2 separate regions of the Sus scrofa genome follow, and region 1 is linked to region 2. A link is a contact called in public HiChIP or PLAC-seq data. All regions are on one chromosome and are shown on one strand. The core of a region is the stretch at or near the end of the contact, and the rest is flanking DNA. Distances in the headings are between cores, read along the strand shown. Region 1 has its middle 14 kb from the start of MORN3. Region 2 holds the start of RHOF (ras homolog family member F, filopodia associated).

Region 1 (6,605 bases), core at 2,817-5,316, 81 kb before region 2:
AGGTTATAACAGGTATTCATTGTACTATTACTTATGTTTTTCTGTGTGTTTGAAATTTTTCACTTAAAAGTTTGAGAAAAAAATCTTTGCCTTTAATTGGCACAACATTGTAAATCAATTATACCTTAATTAAAAAAAAAAGTAGGGCGTTCCCGTCGTGGCTCAGTGGTTAACGAATCCGATTAGGAACGATGAGTTTGCGGGTTCGATCCGTGGCCTTGCTCAGTGGGTTAAGGATCCGGTGTTGCTGTGAGCTGTGGTGTAGGTCGCAGACACGGGTCAGATCCCACGTTGCTGTGGCTCTGACGTAGGCCGGCAGCCCCAGCTCTAATTAGACCCCTAGCCTGGGAACCTCTATATTCGGCGAGTGTAGCCCTAGAAAAGACAAAAAAAAAAGCCTAAATTTGAGTTCCTTCATATATATGAGTCCCCCCTCCCCCCCAACTTTGTAACTTTTAGGATTTTATTGCATCTTTGGGGAATTAGTGGTAAAACAGATGGTTAGACAAAACCCATTATGTTTCAGTGGGTTAAGAAACCAACTATTATCCAAGAGGACTTGGGTTCAATCCCTGGCTCCATTCAGTGGGTTAAGGATCCAGTGTTGCTGTGAGCCTGTGGTGTAGGTTGCAGAAGAGGCTCAGATCTGGTGTTGGAGTGGCTGTGGCACAAGCTGGCAGTTACAGATGTGATTCAACCCCTAGCCTGGGAATCTTCATATGCCACAGATGCAGCCCTAAAAAGAAAACAAACAGTTGTGCTCAGCTGAGCCACTTATCTGCGCTGTAGTAGTACTGAAAAATAATCCTAATGTCATGATGTAAGACCTTGACACTGTAAATCGGCTATAATAAAAAAGTATTAAAAAACGATGTAAGACCTTGAGACAAGACCCCAAATTTTTTTGTGTTTTATTTTTTTTATTTTTTTTTAATCTTTTTGCCATTTCTTGGGCCGCTCCTGCGGCATATGGAAGTTCCCAGGCTAGGGAATCAGAGCTGTAGCCGCCAGCCTATGCCAGAGCCACAGCAACGCGGGATCCAAGCCACGTCTGCGACCCACACCACAGCTCATGGCAATGCCGGATCCCCGACCCACTGAGCGAGGCCAGGGATGGAACCCGAAACCTCATGGTTCCTAGTCAGAGTCATTAACCACTGAGCCATGACAGGAACTCCTGTGGTTTTTTTTTTTTTTTTTTTGTCTTTTGTCTTCGACCTACACCACAGCTCACGGCAGCACCGGATCCTTAACCCACTGAGCAAGTCCAGGGATCAAACCTCCAAGCTCATGGTTCCTAGTCGGATTCGTTTCCTCTGTGCCACGATGGGAACTTCAAGAACCTAAATGTTTTACAGCCTCCTCAGTAAAATGTGCTTTTCCTTCTCAAAAAAGTATGAGGCCACTATAAAGGCACTCTGTAGGGCCCCTCTTTTCCCATCCTTTCTCTCCTTTCTTGATCTCCACTGTAAGGCCATCAATGAATTGGCTGTTGGTAAAATATCTATTGAAATTTAAGTTAAATAGAAATAAAAATTCAATTCCTGGAGTTCTCATTGTGGCGTAGCAGAAACGAATCAGACTAGTAACCATGAGGTTGCAGGTTCGACCCCTGCCCTCGCTCAGTGGGTTAAGGATCCAGCATTGCCAAGAGCTGAGGTATAGGTCGAAGATACGGCTTGGATCCTGCATTGCTGTGGCTGTGGCGCAGGCCAGCAGCTGTAGCTCTGAATCAATTCAACCCCTAGCCTAGGAACCTCCATGTGCTGCGGGTGTGCCCCCCCCCCAAAAAAATTCAATTCCTCAGTTGTAATTGCCACCTTCCAAGTATTCAGTAGGCACATATGGTAACTTGCTATCCTAGGGGACAGCACAGGCAGATTCAGAACATTTCCTTTACCATAGAAAGTTCTACCTGACAGCACTGCTTGGGGATGAGTTCTCTATCCTTTCCTTGGAAAGTTTCCATTTCCTGCCCACAGTTCCCCAATCCGCCCCCCCCCCTTTTTAACTGATCAGCAAAATGCTCTCTCAGAAGCTAACATAATGTCTGCAGGGATAAGCCAGTGGAAATTACGGTGTTTGAAAATAGTTGTCAGCTACAAAAAGACAGCTAATAAATCATCCCATGAAAAATGCACAACCTCACTAGCAATTAGAGAAATAAAAGAACACTGCCATACCATTACATACTGTCTAGACTAGAAAAATGGCAACACTGTGGAGAAAGAGGCACCATGACAACTGCTAGCCATCATGGCAATTAGGTAAATCCTCCTGAAGGACCACCTGGGATTACGTTACAGAAACTATAAAACTATTTTCTGACAAATTCCACTTAATGATTGCTATTTATTTACTAGATAGCTGGCAAGAGCCACAGTACTTGGTACTTTCCATACCTTTTTTTTTTTTTTTTTTTTTTTTTTTTTTGTCTTTTTAGGGCCGAACACGGGGCATATGGAGATTCCCAGGCTAGGGGTCAAATTGGAGATACAGCTGCCAGCCTATGCCACAGCCACAGCAATGCAAGATCTAAGACTCTTCTGTCACCTACACCACAGCTCATGAAAATGCCAGATCCTTAACTCAATGAGCAAGGCCAGGGATTGAACCCGAAACCTCATGGATACTACTCAGATTCATTGATCGATGAGCCACGACAGGAACTCCTCCATACTTTTTTTCAAACCAATCCTATGAGGTGGGTAGTTAGCCTATCTTCATTTTAAAAAATCTCTAAAAATGGAGTTCCCATCATGGCTCAGCAATAATGAACATGACTAGTATCTATGAGGTTGCAGGTTTAATCCCTGGCCTTGACCACTGGGTTAAGGATCTGGCATTGCCATGAGCTGTGGTGTAGATCGCAGACACTGCTCGGATCTAATGTTGCAAGATCCTCGGACCTTGTGTTTTGCGGCTGGGGTGTAGGCCAGCGGCTGCAGCTGGCCTGGGAATCTCCAAATGCCACAGACGAGGCCTAAAACAAACAAACAAAATGCAAATGCTTACATTCACAAAAGTTATGCAAGACACAGAGCAAAAGAGCAAAGAAATGGATTCAGTCTCAGACCTCTTGATCCAGGAAGACCTGCTCAGAACACTGCATCTCCTCCTATTTTGGAGAAGAGCATCAAAAGTAGTAAATGATACAAGTGGGGCCAAGAGAAGAACTTTACTCAAAAATATACATATTGGAGTTACCGTTGTGGCGCAGCAGAAACGAATCCGACTACTAATCATGAGGTTGTGGTTTTTTTTTTTTTTTTTGTCTTTTGTCTTTTTTGTCTTTTGTTGTTGTTGTTGTTGTTGCTATTTCTTGGGCCGCTCCCGCGGCATATGGAGGTTCCCAGGCTAGGGGTTGAATCGGAGCTGTAGCCACCGGCCTACGCCAGAGCCACAGCAACGCGGGATCCGAGCCGCGTCTGCAACTCACACCACAGCTCACGGCAACGCCGGATCATTAACCCACTGAGCAAGGGCAGGGACCGAACCCGCAACCTCATGGTTCCTAGTCGGATTCGTTAACCACTGCGCCACGACGGGAACTCCAGGTTGTGGTTTTGATCCCTAGTCTCGCTCAGTGGATTAGGGATCCTGCATTGCCATGAACTGTGGTGGAGGTCGCAGATTGGCTTGGATCCCGAGTTGCTGTGGCTGTGGCGTAGGGCTGCAGCTACAGCTCCTATCCACTCCCAGCTTGGGAACCTCCATATGCCATGGGTGTGGCACTAAAAAAAAAAAAAATTAACGTAATTATTACCAAGGGAAAACTGAAAAATGCACATAAAGTACAATGTAAGCTGGGCCTGGCACACTGTAGGCTCTCAATAAATACTTAATTAAAAAAAAAAAAAAAAAGCAAGTTGGCGAAAAGGGGCTCCCCAGCCCTTTAAATGTCAAAGGGGGGTAAACCCGAGAGAAAGGAGGCGGGCTAAGGAGCTGACGTAAGAAGCTGCTTGCCTTATTTAAATGAGCATGCGTAGAGGCTTACCTTTGGTCTAGGCCACGCTCCTGCACTCAGTGCGCGTGCGTAGCCTGAACCTTTAGGAGACGTTTGGCTCCGCCCGCCTATTTAGATGGGCGGAGACAGTCGCGTGAGTTCCTTGGACCTACATTCTCCCGCGCAATTAACCAGCCCTGCCCCCTCGTGCACATGCGCATACTTCAGCACTCGACCTGAAGGTTGGGGAGTTGCGCCTGCGTCGTGGTTGTCTCTGCCGGAAGTGGGCGGGATGGTGTTCCCAAGCCAAAGGGCGGAGGGAGAAAATGCGGTAAAGGCAAGTGTAGCTGAGTGGAAAGCAGTATTTGGGGACTGTCCCTAATACCCTGCTGCAGAGCCAAGAGGTGATCACAGGGAACTTAATTTTCGATTTTAAAAAGGTTTTACAAGATTATTCTTTTATGTGTGTCTTAAGTAAAGTTTTTAGGGAAAAAGAGGAGTTCCCTAAGTTTTTTTTTTTGCCCCGTGAATTCTTATATTTCTAAAAAAACTTCAGGACTTTCAATGTCCAGGTTGAAAACAAGTGTTACTAAAAAAAAATAGAGTACAGAGTCTCACACACAGAAAGGTATGACCTAGTGAGAAATCTTAGGAAATATATATTTTTTTAATAATTTATTTTTTGTCTTTTTAGGGCCGCACCCACGGCATATGGAGGTTCCCAGGCTAGGGGTCCAATTGGAGCTACGGCTCCCAATCTACACCACAGCCACAGCAACTTGGGATCCGAGTCATATCTGCAGCCTACCCCACAGCTTACTGTAATGCCAGATCCTTAACCCACTGAGTGAGGCCAAGGATTGAACCTGAAACCTCATGGTTCCTAGTCTGATTCATTTCTGCTGTGCCACAACAGGAACTCCTTAGACAGGAAATCTTTAGGAAAATATGTTGAATAAGAGCCAAAAAAGAAACAAGTCTGCCTAGAGGCAAATGTGATTTTGTGATGTAAAATTATAGATGTTTTGAAAGTCCCATGTGTCACTTCACCAACTTAATTCCGTAGATACATGTGGAAAACATGTTATCTTTTTTGTATGTACACTGTGCTGGATGCTGGAGATTCAAAGGTGAATAAGATTCAACCCCTGCCCTTGATGAAATCACACTCGGGAAGGACTGCAGGGTTCAGGCATAGGAGTAACCTGGGTAAGTTCTTGGAGGTAGACGGGATGGTGTAAAGTGAGTACAGAGACTCTTTTTAGGGCCATACCCATGGCATATATACGTTCCCAGGCTAGGGGTTGAATCTGAGCTGTAGTCGCCAGCCTACGCTATAGCTACAGCAACGCCAGATCCAAGCTGCGTCTGCGACCTACACCACAGGTCACAGCAATGCCGGATCTGTAACCCACTGAGCGAGGCCTTGGATCGAACCCGCCATCTGGTTCCTAGCTGGATTCGTTTCCACTGCGCCACCACGAGAACTCCCATTGTGTCCATTTTTTAGATTCCGCATGTAAGTGATAGCATTTGATGTTGGTGTCTCATTGTCTGACTGACTTCACTTAGCATGATAATTTCTATGTCCATCCATGTTGCTAAAAATGCCGGTATTTTGTTCCTTTAAATGGCTAATATTCCATAGTGTATATGTACCACATCTTCTTTAGCCACTCCTCTGTCGATGGACATTTAGGTTGTTTCTATGTCTTGGCTATTGTATATAGCGCTGCAATGAATATTGGAGTACATTTGTCTTTTCGAGTCATGGTTTTCTCTGAATAGATGCCCAGGAATGGGATTGCTGGATCAAATAGTAATTCTATTTTGAGTTTTCTGAGGAATCTCCATACTGTTTTCCGCAGTGGTTGCACCAATTTATATTTGCACCAACAGTGTGATAGGGTTCCTTTTTCTCCACACACTCTCCAGCACTTGCTGTTTTTAGATTTTTTAATCGTGGCCATTCTGGCTGGTGTAAGATGGTACCTCATAGTGGTTTTGATTTGCATTTCTCTCCTAATGAGTGATGTTGAACATCTTTTCATGTGTTTCTTGGCAATCTGTATGTCTTCTTTGGAGAACTGTCTGTTTAGATCTTCTGCCCATATTTTGATGGGTCGTTGGTTTTTTTGGTATCGAGCTACAGAAGGTGTTTATAAATTTTGGAGATTAATCCGTCAGTCGCTTCACTTGCAAATATTTTCTCCCATTATGTAGGTTGTCTTTTCGTTTTGTTTAGGGTTTCCTTTGCTATGCAGAAACTTTTAAGTTTAGTTAAGTCCCGTTTGTTTATTTTTATTTAAAATTTTTTTTTTAATTTAATTTTATTTTTTTGTCTCTTTCTAGGGCCGAACCCAAGGCATACAGAGGTTTCCAGGCTAGGGGTCTAATCGGAGCTGTAGCCACTGGCCTACGTATGCCACAGCCACAGCAACGCGGGATCCGAGCCGCATCTGCGACCTACACCACAGCTCAGGGCAACGCCGGATCCTTAACCCACTGAGCAAGGTCTGGGATCCAACCCGCAACCTCATGGTTCCTAGTCGGATTCATTAACCATTGAGCCATGAAGGGAACTCCATTTTTTTTTTTAATTGTCATTATTCTAGGAGGTGGATCTGAGAAGATGTTGCTGAGACTGTCTTGATTAAAA
Region 2 (6,299 bases), core at 2,935-5,434:
CAAGGTGATGTGATTACCCTCATTTACCCACAGTGATGCCAAGGTTTAAAGGGGCAAGTGATCTCCCCAGAGGTGAACAGGGCTCCCACTCTGGCCTCTGCAGGTGAGTGGGCTCCAAAGGTTAAAAAGACTCCCGAGTTATGCGCAAAAGGATGCATTTGTTTCTGGCGAGGAAAGACCTTCTGGGGCGTGGCTCCCCTTGAAGCCGACCATCTTCCTGAGGCTGGTGGTGCTGTGGGGCGGGAGGAAGTGAGGCCCTGCCTCACGCGAGGGTATTTCCTTTGTGGGAAACTCTGCCAGGGCAGTCATCTTGCCAGGGGCAGGGTCTCTAAGGCCTGGGGCTTGGTTGAGGAGGGGCCGCAGTGGTCCCCAAATATCCCAGAGGACATCCACAGGGCACATTGTTCCCAGCTTCAGCTGGGGCATTGGTCAGGGGAGGGGTGCAGGCAGTGTGAGAAAGGGAAGCTGCCAGAAGGGGAACCCGCTTTTACTAGTGCTACTGGGGCCCACCCACCTGCATTTCCTCCCTGGAGATGGGAGTAGCTGGGGCTGGGGCAGCCTGGCTCTGACAGACCAGCAGCATCAGCTCCCCAGCCCCAGGGCTCCTGGCTCCTAGACACCCCTCTTGTCCCTGATTCCGGTCTGAGCAACTGCTTTGCCCCCCATTTTTCCTACTGTTCCCACCTCAGGCTGGGAAGGGGACCACAGCTCGCCACCTCCCAGTGCAACCCCACCCCATCCTGCGAGGCCCCAACCCTGGGCCCCACCCCAGGGCCCAGACAGCTCTGTCTCTTGTTGGTGTCTTCACATCCCGCCTCCCCCTCTCTGCCCAGGAAACGTCAGACTTCACCGCAGCTTCCTGCCGGCAGATGAACTGCTAGGGCAATGGGTGCTCACAGCCCCTGCCCCTCTTCACCTTTGAGCACTGAGAGCTCCGTCACCCCTCCATCCACCCTCCCGCCGCCGCTGCAGTGTCTGTAACTGCTTCCGCAGGATGGAGACAAGTGGCCAGACTGTCCTCCCACACAGACCCCTGCAGCCAAGGTCCTGGGTGTGGAGAAATTCAGCATACCAGAGGCCTGGGCACCATTGGTTGGTTGGAGGGATGCTCCCCTGCCCCCACCTTGTGCCCCCGCCATAGGTTTTAGCCCATCAGGTTCTAGTACTTTCTACAACAACCTTTACTAGACTCATCTCCATCTTGGTCTCTGCCTTCACTTAGTCTCTGTCTTTCTCTAGTTGGTCACCTGGCCATCCTTCCTGCCACTGTCTCCTGGTATCTGTCCACCCCAGAGGGAGAGATGAGACTCATCATCTTTATCACAAAGGACCTTCTCCAGGGTTGTCTCTGCACCCAGGCTTCTTCCTCACTCATTCATTACACAAGCCTCGCTCTAGGACCAGCCGTGCTGGTACTGGCGGATGGAAGAAGAATGACCCAGGCTTTCCTTCAGCTCCTCCCCACAGTGAGACTTTCTCAGTCACAGCAGACACCCCTGATGGAGCAGCCATGTCTCTCCCCTCAGAGCACCCCTCCTGGGCTGTCCTGCTGACTGTGAGGCCGGTCTTCTCCCTCTGGGACTGACTCCACCAAGAGGTTCGAACCCCAGCTCTGCTTTTCTGCTGCCTGGAACGGTCCCGCTGGGAAAGCAGGGGTGGGGACTGGCACAGAGCTTGGTAGGCCAGGGTTCAGAAGAACAGGCGTGGGCTCGGGCCTGGGCCTGAATGGCAGTGGGGGGGGGGCAGGGAGTTAAAATCACAGTGATGGCACTTAGTCCCTTCCAAGAGCCAGGCCCTGACCTAAGTGCTGTACATCACAAGAATCTGATTTAATCCTCATGACTATTTTAGCCCTGATTACAGAGAAGGAAACTGAGGCCCAGGTGTCCCCAGTGACACAGCCAAGGGGGCTGGCTTCAAAGCCCAGGACTGACTCCGAAGCATGTGGCAGGAAGTTGTAGGCAGGGTCATCATGGCCCCCGGTGGTCTCTGCTTCTGATGACTTGGGAAGGACTTCCCCTATCCCTCCCACTGTGGCTGTTAGTGAAAATCCTTCCCAGAACCTCCACAGGACAATCTACTCTGATAAGTTCTTTGAGTGTCTTTCTCTGAGTGAGGCCAGAAAGACCAGAAGTGGTCCATGCACTCGGTCTGATGAGGGAAGCTGCAGTGAACAGTGAACCCCGGGGATGTGAGGGCAGAGGACCGAGGAGAAACTAAAAGCTTCGCTCCGACTCTCCCTACTCTACAAGCACCCCACCCACAAAGTGGGGTTAATGAACCTGCCCCTACTTGGGTCTGGGACAAGGAACATGTGAAACTAAAAGCATTCCAGATGCCACAATTTTTACTGCTCTTGTGGCCACGCCCTGGGAATTCCTCAGAAGCCTTTGGCTTTCCCAGTCCATAAGGCTGGAGGCCTGGTCCTGGTCTGGGGCCAGCCCTGCAGGGCCCTCATCCAACAAGAGAGGGTCCCTAGAGGCCATTGTAGTGGGGGGACACACCCCTACAAAGTCAGGAATGGAGGTGGGGCAGGGAGAGCCCTTTTCCCCATCATCTCCGGGGTGGAATGAGAGATACTACGGGCAGCCTTGTGCGGGTGGGGTGGGGGGGAGGTGATCCTGGATTTTAGCCCCATCCAAGGCCAGTCAGAAGACTTCACCTCCAACATACAAGGCCTGGCTAACAGGGCAAGGAGCACCTGATGACATGGTTCCACACAGGTCACTAAACACTGAGTCACAGAGGCTGGGTGAGGCCCCAGCTGGGAATCCTGACCTTTGCCCCTAGTGCTGATTCAGCCAAGAGGGGAGTCAGGGCAGCATGGAAGCTCCCCCAGGGTACTAGGTACCCAAATCCTTCCATTGGCCATGCTCTTCCCACCCATCCCCCAACAATAGGAAGGATAATGACTGTGCCGCAATTAGCATAAATACACTTGCCTTAGGAGCTGCAGGTGGCAGAGAGCCTTATTTTGCCAGCCAACCGCCCCCCCCCTCCCCCCGCCACAGCTCTGTTCCTTCTTCAGGGCCTGATTCCTTCCCAGGGAACCAAGAAGAAACAGAACTGTAGCCACAGAATTCTAGAATCACAGGCTCAAAATTGTAGATCACAGAGTTCCAGATCCATGCCCATGGAATCCCAGAAACACGAGATTCAGAATTTATACCCATAGGGCCCTGGAGCCTCAGGACTGCTGGCCACAGAATCCTGGAGTCACAGAGTATTCTGGAACATAGGACCCAGAAATGCAGCCCACTGAATCGTACGCACCAGGGGACTCAAATCTGAAGCCCACGGAATCTTAAGAGATCACAGCATGTAGCACACAAAATCCTGAAACTTTGGTAAGCAGAAGCAAAGCCCACGGCTTTCTAGAACCACAGGAGAGGAACGAAGCTGTGAGCTCCCGGGAGGACATCAGCACTAGGAGGTGCCCCTGGAGCTCACCTCCTCCAAATACTCGGCCTCCAGCACCACCCAGCTAGGCGGTGGTCAACTGGCTCCCAGCCAGCGCCCCTCCGCGGCCTCCAGGAGTGACAGGATGTCAGAGCCCCAGAGAGACTGGAGGGCGGGGACGTTCCGCGGGGGATGCCGGTCAGGGAAACCCTTCCGGCAGACCCTAGGACCCCGGCTGCGCAGGCGCACTCACCGGCAGTGTCGTAGAGGTTCAGGGTCACCTCCTTGCTGCCCACCGTCACTCTGGCTGTGTACTTCTCGAACACGGATGGGGCATAGTGCTGTCGGAGGAGGGGTCGGGTTGTGGTTCTTAAGGGGTGCGACGGGAGCCCAGGGCCCAACTGGACCCCCATCCTCCACCTTCATCCCCTCATTCTGCTGGGCCCAGACATCTCTTTGCTAGGCTCTGGAATTCCCGAGGGGGCGCCCCGGGGTGACAGCCGCTTCTCCGTGCGCAGGATGCTGAGGACCTGGACCCGGGGCTCAAGCTGAAGACCGTTCCTCGTCCCCAGTGGTCCCAAGTCCATCCCCACCGCCCCTAACCTACCTGCCTCCAGTCTTCCCCCCCACCCCGGGGCGGGCCTCACCTCGGGGAAGGAGCCCTGGCTGTACACCATGAGCAATGAAGTCTTGCCGCAGCCGCCATCGCCCACGATCACAATCTTCAGCTCCTTCCGGCCCGGGCCTGGCGCGGCGGTCGGGGCCGGGGCCCCAGGGGTGTCCATAGCCCGCAGCCGGCAGCACTGGCGGCAGCGCGCAGGGAAGAGCGCTGGGGTTGAGCGAACGAAGCGGGGGCGGGCCCGGAGGCGGGGCTAAAATGAGCCCCGCCCTCGGAAAAAGACACCACCTCCGCCAGGCAGTCAACCGGGTCGACCTCCCAGCCTGTTTCCTTCCTGCTAGGGTCTCAGGCCAGTCTTCACTTTTCATTCCCAGGGAAACTGAGGCAACTGAAAAAGCGCTCAGCCGCAAGCGCAGCTCCTATTCCCCCCCCACTAGTCACGGCGCGCCCCCAACCGGCAAGATACGACGTTTCCATTCCTCCCTACCCAGCACCTTTGATTGGCAGACTGTCTTCGGGCACGGACCCTCTGATAGGCCGACTCGGCCTCCTCCAATCCGACAAGGACCCTTTGATTGGCGGATTGTCTCCCAGCGGGTTCGAGGAGTCTAGATCTCAAGCTCTCAGCTTTGCCCCGCCCCAACTAGGTGGCCTAGGGGAAGTCTGACCTCTCCCCCAAGAAAGTAGCGTCGGCGGTGCCAGGGAAGATCAGGGTATGGAGGTCGTGTCTGCCCATCAGATACCTGCTTGTGTGCGGGGATCAGCAGTTACGCTTACCTATCACTCCGCCCCCAAAGGTGGAGGTCTGGCGCCCTCTGCCGGGCGATTGCCTCGGCGCCGCGAATTTGGAAACAGGTGAGCGGCCCCAGAACAATACCCTTTCGAGGGTTGGCCCCAAACCACGCAAGCTGAAGCCTCTTTCTAGCAAGGCCCAGAACCGTGAACCAAGCAAGACTTCGTCGAGGAGGGAACGGGGAAAGCGAGGGTAGATCTAGTTGAGATCAGCTGGGCCCTGTTCTGCCCACTTTGGAGACTAACAACCCCTCTCCCACAAAGAAATTTGTGTTCTTCAGCCAGCAGCCACACACATCCTTAATCCCAAGCTCTCTCCCCATCCCTCCCAACTCCTCACCAAAGCTATTTATTGAGCCTTGGCCCTGGACAGGTACTCTCAGGATGGCTGGCTGAGATCACCCCTGCCTTCCAACCCTTACCTCCTTGCGACCTCGGGCTGTCTTTTGCCCAGAGGTCAGGAGTGGCAGAGGGAACCCCTGGAGCAAGTACATGCCAAGCAAGTACCCAGACATGGCTAGGCGAGAGAGGTCTTTCCCAGCTGGGTAGGACCACTAGTAGTTCCCTCAGGAAAGGGCTGGCAGCACTCAGGATCTTCTTAACCCCACTTCACCTGGAAGATTCCCCACTTCCAAGTTCTCAACAAGGATCAGGTAAACTCTACTACGGAAAGGAAACTGCCAACCTGGCAGTTCCATAAATGCCAGGTGGAGGTTTTCAACAGCTGCAAGGCCTGATCTGATCACCAGATGGCAGCAGCGACCACCCCTGGAAGTCCCCAAAGAGCCCAGCGCTGGGAAGAGAAGGGCCAGCTCAAAGTAGTTAAGTGGAAAGCCTTTTCCTGTCCCTGGGCCAGAAGACATTTGCTGGGTCAAGCACTCCTGGACGAATTAACAGCCATCCATTCATTCCTTTTTTGCAGCACAAGTTTATTGAGAGGGAATTGTGTTCCTGCCTCTGAGGAACTCAGTCTTGGGGGAAGCGTTCTGAGATGTGAACAATTTAGACACCAGAGCCTCTAGGGTTCAGAGAAGGTTGAGAGGCAGGCAGCACATGAACCAAGCTTGTCAGTGCTGGCAGGAAAGGCCAGCAGAAGTAGGATGGGTACCCAGCCTGGGTAAGTGTATGGTGGCTAGACATCATATCAGGTTTGGCAGTGGCTGGGGAGTGAGGGAGGCCAGACATGATTGTCAAGTTAGTAACCAGGGTTAGATCGTGGAGGCCTGGTTGCCAGGCTCAAGAGGGGTGCTGGACAGAGGCTCTTAACAGGAGAGGAGCCCAGACAAAGCTTTTCCCATGACCAGGGAGGAGCTGTGATTGGCTGGTGAGGCTGGGACAGGGCTGGGGTGCACAGTGGCAGCTGGAAGCTAGCAAAAGAGGAGGGAAACAGGTCCAAATACATGTCAGAAGTGAGATTCCTCAGGACCACTGGAGCGGAGGGGGGGGGCATCACTTAGGGAGGGAGAGGATGGAAGAGGGCTTGGAGGGA

Evidence for each region. HiChIP or PLAC-seq counts read pairs in DNA pulled down with a chosen protein or histone mark.
Region 1: an H3K27ac HiChIP or PLAC-seq map of skeletal muscle shows a contact between it and region 2. The contact joins the enhancer-like site here to the promoter of RHOF in region 2. A contact is called at or near these places in 3 of 5 promoter capture datasets (fetal skeletal muscle and liver), 5 of 47 Hi-C or Micro-C datasets (alveolar macrophages, blood, embryonic fibroblasts and 2 more) and 2 of 2 datasets of contacts at active chromatin or transcription factors (alveolar macrophages and skeletal muscle).

The regions. Positions count from the first base shown.
Region 1 is chr14:30,975,087-30,981,691 of Sscrofa11.1, reverse strand. No RefSeq gene overlaps it. Among named protein-coding and RNA genes, the nearest start is that of MORN3, 14 kb to the left of the region's middle. Within about 2 kb of position 4,066, at least 57 of the 83 cell types and tissues checked have an H3K27ac peak or open chromatin away from gene starts, as enhancers often do. A contact at or near this core is called in alveolar macrophages, embryonic fibroblasts, fetal skeletal muscle and 1 more, where this site is marked.
Region 2 is chr14:30,894,285-30,900,583 of Sscrofa11.1, reverse strand. RHOF (ras homolog family member F, filopodia associated) reads right to left here and starts at 4,184. Exons shown (of 5, transcript NM_001123190.1): 1 at 4,047-4,184; 2 at 3,653-3,740. The coding sequence starts at 4,184. It overlaps LOC110256740 (a long non-coding RNA gene), which reads left to right. Exons shown (of 6, transcript XR_002338657.1): 4 at 34-103; 5 at 834-1,092; 6 at 1,240-1,672.